Linked DNA regions of Mus musculus: regions 1 and 2 are each linked to region 3. The links are chromatin contacts, called in public HiChIP or PLAC-seq maps. All regions are on one chromosome and are shown on one strand. The core of a region is the stretch at or near the end of the contact, and the rest is flanking DNA. Distances in the headings are between cores, read along the strand shown.

Evidence for each region. HiChIP or PLAC-seq counts read pairs in DNA pulled down with a chosen protein or histone mark.
Region 1: a contact with region 3 is called in an H3K27ac HiChIP or PLAC-seq map of extraembryonic endoderm stem cells, with 5 times the contacts expected there. The contact joins two enhancer-like sites. A contact is called at or near these places in 7 of 115 datasets of contacts at active chromatin or transcription factors (bone marrow-derived macrophages, double positive thymocytes, embryonic basal ganglia and 4 more) and 1 of 9 other capture datasets (adipose tissue).
Region 2: a contact with region 3 is called in an H3K4me3 HiChIP or PLAC-seq map of embryonic basal ganglia, with 3 times the contacts expected there. The contact joins two enhancer-like sites. A contact is called at or near these places in 7 of 115 datasets of contacts at active chromatin or transcription factors (bone marrow-derived macrophages, double positive thymocytes, embryonic basal ganglia and 4 more).

Annotation. Positions count from the first base shown.
Region 1 is chr12:99,385,075-99,389,122 of GRCm38.p6, forward strand. It overlaps Foxn3 (forkhead box N3), which reads right to left. Exons shown (of 6, transcript NM_183186.2): 2 at 3,287-3,843. The coding sequence starts at 3,829. Among named protein-coding and RNA genes, the nearest start is that of Gm51999, 5.1 kb to the right of the region's middle. Within about 2 kb of position 1,312, at least 52 of the 459 cell types and tissues checked have an H3K27ac peak or open chromatin away from gene starts, as enhancers often do. A contact at or near this core is called in extraembryonic endoderm stem cells, where this site is marked.
Region 2 is chr12:99,404,269-99,408,461 of GRCm38.p6, forward strand. All of the region lies in intron 1 of Foxn3 (forkhead box N3), which reads right to left. Among named protein-coding and RNA genes, the nearest start is that of Gm51999, 14 kb to the left of the region's middle. Within about 2 kb of position 2,648, at least 152 of the 459 cell types and tissues checked have an H3K27ac peak or open chromatin away from gene starts, as enhancers often do. A contact at or near this core is called in embryonic basal ganglia and embryonic forebrain, where this site is marked.
Region 3 is chr12:99,921,744-99,925,516 of GRCm38.p6, forward strand. All of the region lies in intron 13 of Tdp1 (tyrosyl-DNA phosphodiesterase 1), which reads left to right. Among named protein-coding and RNA genes, the nearest start is that of Tdp1, 39 kb to the left of the region's middle. Within about 2 kb of position 1,763, at least 60 of the 459 cell types and tissues checked have an H3K27ac peak or open chromatin away from gene starts, as enhancers often do. A contact at or near this core is called in embryonic basal ganglia, embryonic forebrain and extraembryonic endoderm stem cells, where this site is marked.

The sequences.
Region 1 (4,048 bases), core at 62-2,561, 540 kb before region 3:
GCATAAGCCATGTTGGGGGTCCTAATTGAAACATCTAACAATCTTGGATATTTGAATACTTGGCTCAGATGACATCTAAGCCTTTCTAATGTTGGGGGGGAGTCGGAGGCATGAGGTACAAACAGACACACTGGCATTGTAGCTGCATGGCAAATTATGGATTATTCTCCTACACTCTCAAGTATGTTGAAATAAAGTGACTCACGATCTGAATTTTCTTCCAAGTAGCAACAGTGACAGGGAAAAAAAAATGAATGAACGAAACCAGACAATTCCCTTTAAACCCTAGCTCTAGACATGGATCGTGGGGTGACAGGAGCCCAAATTCATATTATTCTATCTACTTTGGCTGGCTAAAAATGCCCATGATTAAACAAAAACAAATTTAACCTGTCTGTTGAAGCACTTTGAGAGATAAAACAGACTTAATTGAGAGAAAAAGATTCTTGATGAAATCTGAACACTTAGGAAAAAGAACAAAACCCATGCCTATAATACCAGCAAAGGAGGCGGAAGCAGGAGGGTCAGGAGTTCAAGGTCACCCAAAGATGAATATCAAGTTCAAGGCTTGCCTATTTGAGGCCCTCTCAAAACAAACTGACCAACAACAACAAAAAAACCCTGAAAGGCCCCTCCCTGGTTCCAGGACCAGCTAAGCACCTTGAAACACCAGACAACCAACTTTCCCAACCCACCTCAGAACCAAATCTCCAAGGTGGGGCCTGAGAGGTGGTACCAGTGTTAAATGCCTTGCTTGGGGTGACCGAGATGCAATCTCAAAGGTTCCTCCCTTCTCCAGGGGCCTAGCCAAACAGTAATCCAGCAGGGTCCCATGTTCCAAGCCGTCTGGGACAAGGATCCCACAGGATCCCACATCCTCTCTGCTAGGCCAAGCTTTTTTCAATTTCAAAAACATACCAAAAGAATTAAAACAAACAAAGAAGGTGGCGCAGCTAACTCGGTGGGTATAATGTGCCAGGCCTCCATTCTCTGTTATCTGAGGCAGTTCTCACCAACGTTTGGGTGTGTTCAAACATTCATGTTGAGGTTGAGCCTACTGCCAAAGCAGAACTCCCTGGGAAGAAAACAAGTGTACCTACAGAGCCCAAGGGACTCTCACTGGGCAATGGATCAGCGAGAATGCCTTCCCTTTTACGCAGCAAATCCAGGAGAAAACCCCCAGTAAACAGGCCAGGGCTAGGGCCCTGGCAGCACTCACTAAGCCTGACACTTGAACAGCCACCAGAGGCCTCCAGCTCACCCAAAGAAAAAGAAAGGGGGAGGGGGGCACAACTGTAGCTTTATTCACTGGGAACAAACTCGAAGTCACAAAACTGACTGGCATTTGATCAGAAACACGTCAATACAGGTCACTGCCTCAGCTAGGAAGCCAGAACTCAACAATTCAGAAAATTAACAATCTCAAGTCCTTCAAAACACTCCCTGTCAACAGGTATCAGTGTTTGCTGAGATTGACAACCAACACCCCTGGGGGGGAGGGGGATGTGACTCCAAGAATCCAGTGTAAGGCGGGGCGGGGCAGGGAGCCGGGTGGACCCTCCTGGTGAGCTCTGACAGGCACCATCCAGGGCTTGGTAGCAAGGCAGCAAGAGGAGTAGATAATCTCTAAGTCTCCCTGCAGGCTTGAAGCTGGTCCTGTTTAACAGTTCAGAGTTCGAACTAGCTACATTACTTGTGGGTGCTGTGGTTTCATGTCAAACGTGGAGACGCGGGCACGCTAGAACGTGCAGAAAGGATGACTGGAGCTAAAGGCCCTGTTAACTTTCCTCAGTGGCAAACAGCTCTGGGGTCCTGACTCGACCTCTGCTGGCTGTACTCTAAGCTTAGAATTCCTTCCTCACACTTGCTCTCTCTCTTGCCCCAAGAAGTGACCTATACAAAGGTGTTTAATGCCACAGCCTGGCTCTTTGAAAGAGGACAGTTTCTAAGTTTTCAGAAGGATCTCAAAGCAGGGAACAGAGTTGAAATCTAGAGAGTGGTCTCAGATGCTTAACCTGAGAAAATAGCTAAGACTGAGTACCAGGGATGTAAGAGGCACGCCCTGAGCCTCACAGATAAAACTAAGGACCTGGAAAAGAAGAAGGCTCCTGCATATCCAGGAACCCCCCTCCTGACATCATCAGCATCAGTGAGCAATGGCTCAGAGGTTAAGAGCACTCATGGTTCCTCCAGCAAAACCAAGGTCAGTTCCCAACACCCACAGTGGGTAGCTCTCGATCACCTGTAAATCCAGCTCCCTCCCTCACACATGTGTGCTCGGGCTCGCTCTCACGCGCTCTCTCTCTCTCTCTCTCTCTCTCTCTCTCTCTCACACACACACACACATACACACACACACACACACACACACACACACACACTTAAACAATTTAAAAAAAAAAACAAAAAACCCTTCTGGTGGGAACCTTAACCCACGCAGTACTTCACCCTGGCGGTTTCCCAGTTTCACGGTGCCAGGCACTCACATAGACACCAGATTTCATAAAAGCTGAGGGCACCTGGAGTCTCTGATGGGTCTCGGAGTAATTAAGTATGTTCAAGTATCTTTCAACAGAGCAGTATCTCCCGTGAATTCCAGAAGCCTGAGAAGCCACCCCCTCCCAATATTCAGAAAGCAGCTATCCTTTTCCTCCAGTTCTTTATGGCAATTCTCCTTATCTAAAGGTCCCTCCGTTGATACACTAGGTATTGCCACATAGAGCTTTGAATTGTAAAACCCAACTGCCCCAACCACGTGGAAGATGTGGAGATGTCCTTCACTGGAAGGCGCTTGGTCAGAGAGTCCTCGATGGCCATAAATATGAGGCAGCTAAAGGAGTCGGGGGGCTTGCAGTTGGGGTTCTGCCTGGCATCATAGGGCATGTCCGAGACATGAATGAAGACAGTGGATTTGGCAAAGCTTAATTGTGTGATTACATTAAATCAGAAAGTATAACCAATACACTTAAAAACAAGGAAGATTTCCAGCACTTGGGAGGCAGAGGCAGGCGGATTTCTGAGTTCGAGGCCAGCCTGGTCTACAGAGTGAGTTCCAGGACAGCCAGGGCTAGGCAGAGAAACCCTGTCTCGAAAAACCAAAAACAAACAAACAAACAAACAAACCAAAAACAAGGAAGATTTTCCACAACTCACCAATGTGTTAAATTATCCATTCATAACGACTTCAGCATGGTTAACTATACATTCATTTTTAATGGTTAAAAAAAAATTTTAATTTAAAACAAAAAATAACTAAACTCAGTTCTAGAAGACACGGGCGACTTACCTGACTCCTCTCTTTGTCCACTTTCTTGAAACACTTATTCAATGACAAGTTGTGTCTCACTGAGTTCTTCCACCCAGTAGGTGCATTTGCAAAATACGGGAAATGTTCTAAGATCCAGTTGTAGATGTCCTTCACTGGAAGGCGCTTGGTCGGAGAGTCCTCGATGGCCATAAATATGAGGCAGCTAAAGGAGTAGGGGGGCTTGCAGTTGGGGTTCTGCCTGGCATCATAGGGCATGTCCGAGTGGGCAGGGGATGGTGGGGTGTCATCGTCTAGGTCCTGCACAGGACTGACACTCCTAAGGACCGACTCCCCAAAGCTCTTCAGCAAGTTCTTGCTCTCATGCAGCCAGTTCAGGTTGGTCAGCTCTTCATCTTCCATGGCCCCCTCTTCTAATCGGATGTCGGGCAGAGGGAAGTCAAGATCATCGTCTTCCTGGAGGGCCTTGGAGAAACCGCTGCCCCGGTAACGCTGACTCAGTCCACTGGACACACTGATTCCTGAGCTCTCGGCCTTCTTACTGGCAGGCATGACTGGACCCATTTACGTGAAGGCTCCTAGGAAGGACAAGGCAGAGAAGTCATGAGCCGGAGAACCCCAGAAGAGGAATCAGATCAGTTTCCGCCTGACTCCCTCTGCTCCTATCTGGCTCTCAACTACAAGGTGAAGGCAGGGCAGTACTCCTGCATGGCAGCCACACGAGCCCACCATACAGTTACACAATGAAGAAAAATGAGCCCAGAGTGTCAGCAGAATGGTGAC
Region 2 (4,193 bases), core at 1,398-3,897, 520 kb before region 3:
CCAGACTTCAGAGGAATCAGAGATGCTTTGGAGAAACCCAGAGCATCTGGATTATTCTTAGAGACCTTCCTAGAGGGAGAGAGATGAAGGATGGATAGTATAGGATCTCAGACAGAAAACAGGATGAGGACACAAAGGAAGAGTAATAAGGGGACTTTTAATCCAAGAAGGCAGTACGTACAAAACAAAAACAATAATTCACCTGCTAGGATGGTTTCATTCTCTCTCTCTCTCTCTCTCTCTCTCTCTCTCTCTGTGTCTGTCTGTCTCTGTGTGTGTGTCTCTGTCTCTCTGTGTGTGTCTGTGTGTGTCTGTGTCTGTCTGTCTGTCTCTCTATCTCTCTCTGTGTCTGTCTCTCTCTCTGTCTCTGTGTGTGTGTCTCTGTCTCTCTCTCTGTGTCTGTCTCTGTGTGTGTGTCTGTGTCTGTCTCTCTCTGTCTCTGTCTCTCTCTGTTTCTCTGTCTCTCTGTCTCTCTGTCTGTCTGTCTGTCTGTGTGTGTGTGTGTGTGTGTGAGACTGTCTCTCTCTGTCTCTGTCTCTCTCTCTGTCTGTCTGTCTCTCTCTCTCACACACACACACACACACAGAGAGAATCAACCAGGGCACGAGAGAAGGATCAGTGGAGCTTAATGTTCTCACAGATGATCAGAGTTCAGTCCCCAGCACAGGATGGTTCACAACTGTCTGTCCCTCTAGTTCCAGACAATCCTATGCCCACTTCTGGCCTCTATGGACACCTATACGCCCATTGTGCAAATATGTATGCTCAAATATCCACATATACAGCCTGGCAATGCTGGGGCACTCCTTTAAACCCAGCACTCAGGAGGCAGAGGCAGGCGGATCTCTGTGAGTTTGAGGTCGGCCTGGTCTACAGAGATAATTCCAGGACAGAGAGAGATCAAGAAACTGAGGCCTTATCTCAGAAAAAAAACCATAAACCAAAAAGTCCACAAACGAAATAATCCCATACATATACATTAAATATATTAATCTTTAAAGTAAATAAATAAACCAGATACCAAATGTCAAATAGACTGCAATTGCTTTGACAGACATGGATAATTTGTGGCACAGTGGCCTCAGAAATTTCAATCACTTCATTTGCAAACAGTATAGTCTACTATATCCATCTCTCCATCCTCCTATCTCCCAATTCTACCAAGACATGCAGTCAGGTCGACCCTCCCTCTTCAGGTGTTGTATTAGCTACGTTTGTGTGCCAATTTGACACAAGCTAAAGTTAACAGAGAGGAAGTATCCTCAATTGAGAAAATGCCTCCATATGATCCGCCACCTGCAAGTCATTTTACCAATTAGTGACTAATGGGGGAGGCCCAGCCCATTGTGGGTGGTGCCATTCCTGGGCTGGTGGTCCTAGATTCTATGAAAGGTGGACTGAGCAAGCCAGGGGAAGCAAGCCAGAGAGCAGCCCTCCTCCATGGCCTCTGCATCAGCTCCTGCCTCCAGGTTCCAGCCCTGCTCGAGTTCCTGCCCTGACTTCTTCCAATGATAGATTGTGAACTGGAAGTGTAAGCCATATAAACCCTGTCCTTCCCAACTTGTTTTTGGGCCATGATGTTTTACTGCAGCAGTAGAAACCCTGAGTAGACAGGCATTCGTGGGCGCCTTTGCTATTCTCTCTGATGAGCACAGCGTTTCAGTGGCCATCACCTGATGTTGACTTCTGGCCTACACACACACACACACACAGAGAGAGAGAGAGAGAGAGAGAGAGAGAGAGAGAGAGAGAGAAGGAGAGGGAGAGGGAGAGGGAGAGGGAGAGGGAGAGGGAGAGGGAGAGGGAGAGGGAGAGGGAGAGGGAGAGGGAGAGGGAGAGGGAGAGGGAGAGGGAGAGGGAGAGGGAGAGGGAGAGGGAGAGGGAGAGGGAGAGGGAGAGCAAGCGCCCATCCATTTCACTGGCAGATACCACCAAAACGTTTGTTTTGTTTTGTTTTGTTTTAAACTTCCTCCAAAATGTCTCTTTGAGCCTTCAAGTATATAAGACTGAAAAGTGAGTGTTCCTGGCCCAGCCACAGGGCAAGAAAAGCAAGGTCTCAATGAAACACAAAAGCCAGCACAGACCTGAAGGGGAACAGGCGGCCCCCACAACAAGGCAGCCAACTGCCAAGCTGTCATTTTGCTCGGCGGCTGAACAGAAGGCCCGAGTAATGACAACCACAAAACTCATTTAAAGTCTGAAAAGGTGACTAATGAGCTCATTCATGCTGGCTATAAATTATTCACTCCAACACTGATCCCACACTAGACAAACAGTAAAGTAAACTTTAAACACAGACCCGGCCGGCCTTCCGACTCGAGGCAAGTTATGTCTGTAAGACTTCTCACAATGACAGAGATACTTGTCCCCGTTGCCTATTGTCACATTAGTCTTCTGTTTACTTTTTTTTTTAACTGCCTTTAATCAAGTTAAGCAGACACAGCTGTTACACATTTATTTCTCTGCTGTTTTTTTTTTCATTAGTTATTACGAGCAATCATGAAAGCCCTAAAAATAACAGCAAATTATATTCTCTCGAAATTGAAGGCTGACCTTAAAAATGAAGCCCAGGTCTTCAGAAAGAATATTCATACCCACACATGCTGGCTAAGTGACAGCCCCACACACGGGCAAAACATGAGTGCCTGCCCAACTCTCCAACTCTCTGAGAGCTCTGCAATTTGCTTCTACATTTCCTTTGGTTCTGGGGGGAACCGGTTGCCTCAAAACCAGCGGATACAACAGACCCTGTTTCTGGCGGTCACGTTTGGGTTAAGATTTTCACGAAGACATTATCATCTTAAGCAAATAGAAGAAATGTCTGCCGGCTTTTTCCAGCACTGATAAATAGCAGGTTCCTTGAAAACGCACCCTGGTGCTGCAGATTGCTTTCAGTTTCCTGTTTAACATTAAATAAAGAATTGTCACTCTTCTGTTTTTGCAAACCGAACTGCTTGCTGCTAGTGTGGCTGCTAAAAGCGTGGCGATCACAGCTTACGTGGTCCCCTCTTTCTTTTTTGCTCACCGGCTATCATTTTTTAAGACACTGTAAAGGTTTCAAATCTGTTTGACGGATTTAGTTTTAAGTCCCCAAACAAGTACTTAACATTACAACATGGTTAGATCGCTGAACATTATGTATTTTTAAACTGCTTCGGATCCTTGGAAAATAAGTCACAGAAAAGACTCATATCCAAATAACAGCAGATGGGGGCCCTAACTAATCAAAAGTGAAAGTGGAAAGTTAGACACTGCAGAGTGCTGGCTCGCTGCAGGGATGCTGGGGCTCACTGCAGGGATGGCTGGGATGAAGCAGCAGTCGGGAGACTCCACTTTACTCTGCCCCCCCCCATACCCCCTCTTCTAAGGAAAATCTTCCACATTTTCAGTTTCTTGCATGATCTAAATGAAAGCTTTGTCCACCGCTTCTGTTGCCTAAGACACAAAACATATTTTTTTAGTGTAGAAAAAATACATTTAAAAAAAAAATGTAGAATGGGGGAGTCCTGCAATATTGATAGCAAAGGTCACTGCGTCCTACCCACAGCCCTCTGGGGGCTTTCCTGTGTCCCTCAGGCTTTCAGTCACATTCACATCTCCAGATCAAACAAACTTAAAGGCCTCTCCACCAGAGTCCTGGAAGTTGCTTTTGGATTTCTCTTCTTTTGTTTTTGGTCAATTTTACTTCTTGGAAAAGTTTTGTTGTTGTTGTTGTTTTACTTTAGTTTAGGTTTTTTTGAGGTGGGATATCACTATGTCTCACTACGTAGACCAGGCTGGCCTTGAAACTCACAGAGCTCCAGCTGCCTCTGCTTCTCCAGCATTGGGACTGAATGCGTGCACCGACCTGCTCAGCTTGCGGAACACTTATAAATTCGTACTGAAACTGGCCAGAAGCTTTGTCCCCACGTGTGCACTAAACTATGATTTCTGTTGCTTTAACATTTTGCATTCTCATAGATAAGTGGTTTTGTCTCATGACATTTATCAATTCAGGCGTCTGCGTGTGGCTGTGGATGAGGACACGGTGGAGGTGAGAGGACAGCGTGCACACGTCGGTTGTTTCTCTTCTTCCACCACATGGGCCCCGGGAACCAAACTCAGCTCGCAGCAACCGGGAGCAAGCATCTTTAGGGCAGATGAGCCGTCTTGTTGGCCCACGGTGTAAGGTTTTGAAAAATCTAACATCACAA
Region 3 (3,773 bases), core at 513-3,012:
GGTTCATTTAGACCAGCATCACCATCAACTTTACCATGACTATAATAACTAGACAATAGAGACTTGGGGGCTCTAGTATATTATTATGGGTCACCATCATACATGATGTCTTTATGTATGCGAAATGCCATTGTGTGGTATATCACTGGATTTGAATAAGAACCCTTTAAAAACTACTTCCTTCTTCACGTTGTTAATGTGAAGAATACACAATAAAAGGGTATAGGCAGAGTGCCCACTAGCCCTCTTTCTGCGCCTTAGCCACTATACTCTCCAACTTGAAACCATTACCATTAGCCGCCAGGGTACTTAGTAGCTTCAAGCACGATGCCCTGTTCAAGCCTAGCACCCTCAGAATGTGATATTACCTGACCATATTATTTGAAGAAATAATATGAGACAAGATGCAAAGATCAGAGTCCTAACTGGGTGCCATTTACTAGCCTTGCTGTTTACATTTGGGGAAAACACATTTATAGCATGGGCGTTTTATCTGATTTAATAGAATGTTCTGAGGATAGTGATAGAAAAATTATGAGGATGTTGCCCGTTAAGCTATACAATGTATTTAATATTAGTTTGTTAGGCCTCTTTAGATTCATGAAATCAGGTCTAAAGTCTTTGTCTAGTTTGCATATATGGCACATTAACATACATTCAGTATGTGGCTTAAAGACTTGTCTGTGGGGACTAGCAGAGGACCAGAGCTCAAATCTCAGGACCTGACTCAGATGCTCACAATTGCTAGTAACTCCAGTTCTAGGGGATCCAACACTGTCTTCTTGCTTCCATGAATTTCTGCATATGCATAACATACACACAAGCATGTTTGGAAACACACACATACACTCATACACACACACACAAATCATTTTTAAAGACTTGTCTAAAACTACATTAAAAAAAAAAAAAAAAACCTCAGTTTGAGGCTAATTTGATAATCGATAAGAATTACCCAACTTCAAGACAAGTACTTTCTGCACGCCTTTAATCAGGAGGCAGAGGCAAGTAGATCTCTGAGTTCAGGTCCAGCCTGATCTACAGAACTAGTGCCAGGACATGCAGAGCTACACAGAGAAAACCTATATCAAACAAGCAAGCAATCAAACAAACAGAAGACAAGTGCTTTCGACCAAGTATCTGTATTTCAGAAACTTAAAAGCTGGCAGTCTAGTTTATAGCTAGTTTGACACTAGCTGGCTATTTTCTCTTTTGTCTGGCTGTTTGCTTCTATGGCAGGTTCTTTATGGTCTTAATAAGATTTTCTTTCCATCTGTTTTGATCCGACCATGAAATCATCCCTTGTGCGATGAGCATCCTGTTGTTAACGGAAATTACCAGTACATGACGACAAATACAGTCACCACATTTTCACTGCAGCATCAAGTAAGCAAGAGGCTGGGCTTTAGGAAGAAACCTTGACTAAGGAGATTGGGCCTTAGTGTAGCTGGCAAACCTGATGAGAACAATTATGGAAGCTATGCATTGTGGGAGGCAAGAAATAAGGTGGTTACTAACACTGGCTGGAGCACTGTTATGGTTGCCTAGCAACTGACAGGCCCTGTTTGATAGAGATTGAGCAGAAATGTTGGTGCTGCCACTCGGAGAAAACGAGACAAGTGCTTGACTACAAAATCGCTGTTGGCTTTTCGGAGACTCACAAAAGGCATCCTCCTTGCCTGCAGTGCTGTTCTGTTCTTCTCCTCCCTGCTGTCTGATACTTAGAGTGTGAGACACCGGGCTTTTGTCCCTTCCTTTGTCTGTGGTTTTGGGAGGAAATCAAATTGGATCACACAAAAGAACACTTGTAGATGCTATTGAGTAGACTTGGTTGCCTGGTGCTCCCAAGATAACCAGGATTCTTTGGTATGCCTCACATACTTTGTTACGAATAATGTTATCAGCCCTACAGTCTGCAAGTGATTCTCTTTGTACTTTAGAGATGATTCAGGGCCACAGACCACCTTCGCTTTCTTGCATTCTGGTACAAGCAGAGCAAAGACAGCATTTCTTTGTTTATGCCCGTGTGAGCCAGCCTCCAGAAACATTATCCCTGGTGAGAAAATGTTTGAGGCTGTCCCCTAGGGCCTGAAGGCCCTTTGTGTGCTGACACTCCTAGTCATGAGGTATACCGCTGGCTCGAGATGGAATGCTGTATGTAGTCCCCCACCAAGGACTGGCCTCCAGAGAAAGCCCGTATAGATTAGCTGTGCCTTATACAGCATATGTATACTATGTGCCAAATGATCCAGTGTGAAAGAGAGACCTGAAATTCAGGCCCAGATCATCCATCATAGATATTTTGTGCTTAAACCTTGATTATGGATGATAAATAAGACAGGTGTGGCCCTTACCCCCAGGAGCTTGGAGACTAGTCAGTGTCATCCCACTGACCTCTGCTCTGAGAACGGCACTGCTGGGCTGAAGCTTTGGGAAGAGCTCACAGACCCCTTGCCTGGTGAAGCGGCAGCTGCCCAGCCTCCCCCCTCCCTTCTGTTCCTGCTGCTACTGGGCGAGAGCTCAGTGATCTCCCTCCAGGCCCACTACCAGGTGTGCCCTGGCTTCCCACCCAGCTTGATTTTAGTTTCTGGCCCAACCAGACACAAGTCTGTAATCCCAGCTACTTAGGAGGGCTAAGGCAGGAAGATTACAGGTTCATAGCCAATCTGGGCTATGTAGTGAAACCCTGTCTCAAAATTAAAAAATGAAAAGAAGGGTGGGGATATAGTTCAGTGCCTTATATATGTGTGACCCTCGGTTTAACCTCCAGTACCACGCCCCCTCAAAGTTTTCCGCCGTAGCTGTAGCTTATGGCCTCTGCCGAGCAAGTGAGGCTGCCGTGCAGTCACTGGGCCTGCAGGGAAACAGCACATCAGAATAGTGAGTACGCAGAGCAGCGAAACCACGCCCTGCATATCCAGGAAGCAGAGCGGGAAGCAGAGAGACTAGAGCCTCAGAATCTCCTTCAAGGGCCTGCATCCAATTACCTAAAGACCTCAGACAAGGCCACCTCCCAAATCTTTAGCTCATGGACATTTGGGGCACACGTGGCCAAATCTTACTACTCATCACATCCTCTCCTGAAGCTGCATGCAGTGTTTCCCTGTGAGAGTGAGCTCTGTCTCCACTAACCCTCCTCCCTGCTGTCCGTCCATACCCCATGGACAAACCTAACTGCCATAGTATAAGCACACACTGAACACACACACACAGCACCTGATCAAGTGATCAGTAGTCACAGATCAGCCATCAATATCCCATCCCAAGGCCTATACAACCAGCATGCTACCCCTAGTAGTGTGCTCGCAAATGACAGAAGACATGAGTAAAAGACTGACCAATCATAGGACACTTAACAGTGTCGGACAAGAGAACCAGATGACAGGCTGGGGTGCCATTTGCTCTTGCATGATGTGGCTGACTTTGGTATGAACAGACTGGGTGTTTAGAAGCCAGGGAATTTCAAATACTCAAGAAATGTCAGCTGCCAGGATGTGACTAGAAAATAGGCACTGAATGAGCATGCAGAGGTGTTTTTAGGAGAGCTCTGAAGTTCTTGTCATCATACCCCAACAAAGCCTGGCACAGAACACATACCCAGTAGACAACTTGTTGAATACATGAACAGAGGCACGACACACAAAAAACCTGTCGGGCAGCAGTGGTGAGTAAGACCCCCCGAAGTGGGAGCCAAATAGTGTTTCTCTCTGTAAGTCAGTTGTCTCGGGTCTTTTGTTACTCTGATGAATGAAATAGGCTTCAGCGATGGTTTA